Linked DNA regions of Mus musculus: region 2 is linked to region 1. Evidence: chromatin contacts called from public HiChIP or PLAC-seq data. All regions are on one chromosome and are shown on one strand. Each heading gives the region's core, a stretch centred on a gene start, on an enhancer-like site or on the middle of the called end of the contact. The rest is flanking DNA. Distances are from core to core; before and after follow the strand shown. Region 1 has its middle 57 kb from the start of Gm35895. Region 2 has its middle 19 kb from the start of Gm35895.

What was found. HiChIP or PLAC-seq counts read pairs in DNA pulled down with a chosen protein or histone mark.
Region 2: a contact with region 1 is called in a BATF HiChIP or PLAC-seq map of CD8 T cells, with 8 read pairs. The contact joins two enhancer-like sites.

Annotation. Positions count from the first base shown.
Region 1 is chr12:54,292,069-54,294,768 of GRCm38.p6, reverse strand. No RefSeq gene overlaps it. Among named protein-coding and RNA genes, the nearest start is that of Gm35895, 57 kb to the left of the region's middle. Within about 2 kb of position 1,423, at least 52 of the 459 cell types and tissues checked have an H3K27ac peak or open chromatin away from gene starts, as enhancers often do. A contact at or near this core is called in CD8 T cells, where this site is marked.
Region 2 is chr12:54,368,485-54,371,184 of GRCm38.p6, reverse strand. No RefSeq gene overlaps it. Among named protein-coding and RNA genes, the nearest start is that of Gm35895, 19 kb to the right of the region's middle. Within about 2 kb of position 1,389, at least 49 of the 459 cell types and tissues checked have an H3K27ac peak or open chromatin away from gene starts, as enhancers often do. A contact at or near this core is called in CD8 T cells, where this site is marked.

The DNA of each region.
Region 1 (2,700 bases), core at 174-2,673:
CATTCATAACAGCTTGCTTTCCAAAGTACTGCTTCCTAAGGGCAGGGTCCCCATTAGCCCAAGGACCTCCCACCGGTCCCCTTCTGTCTGAGCCTCATGAACAGGAGTCTGGGCACATGCCACTGTGAAGGCTTCAATCTTGAAAGTTCCTCAATGCATTCGTGCTATTATTTCTTGCATGTGCAGGTCTGGACTCTCTCTTTCTCCCTCTCTCTCTCTCTCCCCCTCTCTCTCTTTCTCCCTCTCTCTCCATCACTTTCTCCAAATGGTTCACAGCACTCTTCATAGTGTAGATGACCTTTTGTGGACACGTAACTGTAGTTCAAGGTGAGTTGTATGAGATACTGAGACCATTCCTCCTTACTTATTATAACAGATACCCGAGGCTGGGGTTTTCCGGCTCATTTTACCTCCTGACTCAAGAGTGCAGCACCAGCTACAGACTGGCTCCTGGTGAACACCTTGTGTTGCTCCAGGCATGATAGAAAGGTGGAAAGACAAAGGCAAAGAGAGGAAAGGACGAAAGGGCTGACCCATTTTATATCAACAACACACTCCTGCAAGAACCGATCTACCCCTCAAAGACATCTTGATGGATAAAGGCTGGAAAGGTCCTGAAAGGACCACTGCCTCCACAGTACAGGCATCAGCTCCAACACTGGGTTTGGAAGGAACCAACTAGCATCCTTGGAGTTACTGATAGCTTTGTTTTCACAGAGTAGTCAGCATGGTACTCCTCAACAGCCCCGTGACTCACTTCCTGGCCCATATGAAGATGGTCCTTGCTCTCTTTTGAGACAGCCCTGCTAGAGGTCCTTGTCCTGTTGTCCTGTGAGAACTGGTGACCCCTGTGGCTGCTACCTGCTTTCCTGTCATCACCCCAGAATCTCCCAGTACTTCTGTCCTGGGTAGACTCTTCTCTCTTCTGGATTCTTCCTTCCTTCCGTGTTTTCTCCAGTTGATTGCACGTACCCCTTGCAGTGGCGAAAGGATGAGCATTGGCTTGTTTCTAGGTCAATATAAAGCATCAACACTGCGTTCATCATGGAGAGGGGTCAACAGGTCCATTGTGCTCTGCTGACTGTGAATTGTGGCCACTGAGAATTCAAAGTGAGAGCCTTCAGCCTACCTAAGGGGGACCCCTGAGGACTGTGGCAGGTGAGGAACAAGCAGCCATCAGTCTCATTTCCCTAGTCTCTTTGCTCAGGCCTCTCTGTCTGATGTGTAGCTTGCAAGTTATCAGATGTGACTTCAACCTCCCTTGCTACATTTCTTTCAGGACAGAGACTGAGCCCGTGACAGGTGCTGGGACTTTGTGGTGGCTTTTGAAATGGTTACAGTGACTCATCTCAGGACATGCTTTTGTCTCCCTTCTGATCGCCTCCAGTTTCCTGCTCACCCATCTGTGTCTGTGTGTGTTTCCTCATTTCCTATCAAGAGGCTGACTTCTAGCTTTGTGAGCAAACAGAGCAAACAATGGCAGAGATGGCTTGGGGTAAGGTGGGAGGGAACTCCCCTCTGGATGGTGATCCCATGAGCACCAGGCCTTTCTTAGTACCAGGACAGCTCCTCTCTGAGGTGTGGGTCAATTTCCCCTCCATCACACCCTGGCAGAATCCCTTTCTTAATGTTGCCGGCTAGTCTGGTACATTGTGAGAGGCAAGCTTGCTCTCTTAGCTCTCGCTTGTATGCTGGGACCACTTCTGCACATTTCCGTTCTGGAAAGCATGCATCACTCTACATTTAGTAGCAGTTATTCAATAGTTGTGATTGATGGGAGCTACACCGGAGAGGATGCTGAGAACTGCTGACCCACAGTGCTTCAGACAGTGCCAAGGTCCTCCAAGAATGCATGCTGAAATGAATTATACATTTAGACCCACTAATGCTGGAGTGAGAATGCACCTTAGAGACCACATCCCCTGGGCCCTCTTTTTGACAGACAAGTATCCCATGGCCCAAAGAAAGTGCTTTCTCACAGCTGCCCAGCCAGGTTGGGTTTGCCTTTGGTGGCTGCCAGTTGGATCCTGGTCCCCTATTTCATCTGATCTTTGTTCTCTTTCTGAACCTTACAGTAGTAGCTCTCAGGTTAGCAAAGATCTTTCTGAAAGGATACAGCTCTCCATCACTTCTAGTTGTCTGTGGCAGTGGTTCTCAGCCTGTGGCTCTCAATCCCAGTCGCGTACCCAGTATCCTGCCTATCAGATATTTACATTACAATTCATAGCAGTAGCAAAATTATCATTATGAAGTAGCAAAGCCTTACCTTTATAGCGGGATCACAACTGCGTGAGAAACTGTATTAAAGGGTCTCAGCATGAGAAAGGTTGAAAGCCACTGATCTATGGTTCCAGCTTCCTTCTTGACTGCAGGCAGACTCTGACTACCTTCTGCTGAGAATCCATGGCCTCCCAGAAAGGCTGTGTTCAAAGTCCTCCCCCACAAGCTTCACAGTAGAATATACACTAATGGAAATTGGCAGATGAACTCTCCAGTCATATTTTCTTTGGAAATTGCCCCCACTAGATCCCTTTCTTTCTAAGGAAGTGTTTTGCTTTTTTAATTATAATCTGTACCTCAGTCATTCAATCTGGAAACCTGATATTTTTCTACTCATTCTCTGTTCTGACAAGCAAAGTGCTTTGTTTTTTCTTAAGAACCATTTTTTTTTTTGTCCAGGCCACTCTCATCTACTTAGAA
Region 2 (2,700 bases), core at 140-2,639, 76 kb before region 1:
ACCTAGAGCAACATGTTTTGGCTTGACCCTGTGAATCTGTGGATGGATGAAGATTCTTGAAACAAATATCACTGATATTAGCTCCCTCAACACCAGCTTTTGGGTGTGTGTGGGTGTGTGTGTGGTATCTCTGGCCTTTGCATTAAAGAGATTAAAACGTGCTCTGCACATGTGTGTAGATAATTGACATGTCAGAATACTGTGTTTCTCTTTGAAGAAACTCTAGAAACGACTTAATTTTGATTTTGTTTCATTCTTTAGATGTACCTGGCCTCAGACAATGTATCTACTATAAGAGTCATGGGATAAGTTAACAGAGCCAAATTTTCCACAAAGTAAAATTGCATTTTTCCCTTCTGATTTTTGCTAAAATAAGTGCTGTTTAGGGTGGGTGAATGACGAAGGCCCCTCTTTATCCAGGCACCTGATCCTGAGTCCTGTAAACTGAAGTCTGTCTCATAGCAGCTTGGGTTGGGGGTGTGCAATCCTGTTCTGACATGTGCCACCTGACTGGTCTGCAAACAGAGCTCTTTCTTGCTTATGTTGCTCTGTGTTACTGTTGAAATCTGAGCAAGATTGTGCACTTCAAAGCTCTAGGATTTGGCTGTAACAGAGAGGGTGACCACCTCTTCTTGGCGACTTCTATGAACTGGAGTGGAATCTCTGTAACATAAAGAGGGCCAGTTCTCTTTAGCAGGTGTGATATAGTTAGTGTTTAACTTTTATCATTGTTACAGTTATGAACCCAAAGGATCAATCTGGTTTAGTTGTCGAAGGCAGATAAAAGTCTGTGCTTAAATTAAGAAAGATTGTTTATTCATAAACATATGACCAGGGGAGCTATCTGCTGCTCACCCTCTTGCGAGAAGGGAACTATTTCTCTTTTTACTTTTAAAAACTGACACATGGTTGGGTGTGGTGGCATAGACCTATAATTCTAGTGCTTGAGAGGCTGAGGCAGGAGAATTGCAAGTTTGAGGCCAGCTTGTGCTACGTAATAATTTACATATGTATGAGGCACGGTGGGATGATTTGATAATGTGTATGATGTGTAATGATCAGACTAGAGCAACTGGCATTCCTATAGCCTTCACTGTTCAGTATGTCTGTAGCCTGGGAGCCTAAACCCCTTTTCTCTTACTTCTTTATGAAATGCATAACAATTATACATAATAGATGGTAAAACAGTCACCCTACTATGCAGCAGTACAGAGAACATACTCTCATGTAAGTTTTTGAAAGAATGCATTCACCAGGAAACTAGTATACTGGCCCACTTCAAAAGGCTTTGGCATCTGCGTTTGTTGGCCCAGGGCTTGTTGAAGCACTCAGGGCTCCTGGTGTGCAGTGTTCTACCCAGCAGCACTCTGCTTAGGGGAAGAGGCTACTACATACAAGACTCAGACATGAACAGTCTACACTGCCTCTCCTGTCCTAGCTCCCAACCCCATCCAGGACAGCCTACACAATATGGGAGTCCATTGCAAAAGATAAAAATGCAAAGAGTCCTTTGTTTACAAATCAATAGAGGCCAAAGAGATGTCTCTGTGGGTAGAGGTGCTTACTGCTAAGCCTGACCAATGGCCCAGCCCTCAGGACCCACAGAGTGGAAGAGACTGGAATCTCTAGACATGTCCCCCACTCTCAACAAATGCACAACTGTAAGAAAAAAAAAATCCAGAATTTAAAGATGATGACAGCAGTATATTAAGGTTGGGCTTTTATTCACAGATCTTCGGGTGATTCACAGGTCACAGGCAGCTGCAGCCCTCTGGGCTCTGACCTCATAAAGAAGATTGGGCAAAAAGGGAAATCCCCTTGGTTTTCTCAGAGATGATGCAGACAGAGTTTGCAGCACGTACTCGTGGGAGAGAGGCAGTTCCATTTGAGAGACCGGGTGTAGTGGCTATTCCTGGTTGTCAACTTGACAATATTTGGAATGAACTACAATCCGGAATTGGAAGGCTCACCAGTGACCCTTATCTGGAGGCTTGGAGATCCTTATCTGGATCTTGGTTTGAAGATCTTGAGCCATAGTGGCTATGGATTCCAGAAGATTGAATCTCCGAGTTAAGGAACACACCTTTAATCTGGGCTATGCCTTTCATCTGGGATTAAAGGTGTGGTGGAACACACCTTTAATCTGGGCTACACCTTTTGCTGGAGACAATATAAGGACATTGGAAGAAGGGAGTCTAGCTCTTGCTCTTGCTCCTTCGCCTGTTTGCTGCGTGAGACTGAGTAACTGCTAGATCCTTGGACTTCCATTCACAGCTGCGACTGAACCATTGTTGGGAATTGGGCTGCCGACTGTAAGTCATCAATAAATTCCTTTACTATTTAGAAATTATCCATAAGTTCTGTGACTCTAGAGAACCCTGACTAATACAGAAGTTGGTACCAGGAGTGGTTCTAGAGTAACAGATGGATCATGGAGAATGACAGTTGATTACCGAAAACTAAATCAGGTAGTAACTCCAATTGCAGCTGCTGTACCAGATGTAGTTTCGTTACTTGAGCAAATTAACACATCTCCTGGCACCTGGTATGCGGCTATTGATCTGGCAAATGCCTTCTTCTCAGTACCTGTCCATAAGGACCACCAGAAGCAATTTGCTTTCAGTTGGCAAGGCCAACAGTATACCTTCACAGTTTTGCCTCAAGGATATATTAACTCTCCTGCCCTGTGTCATAATTTAG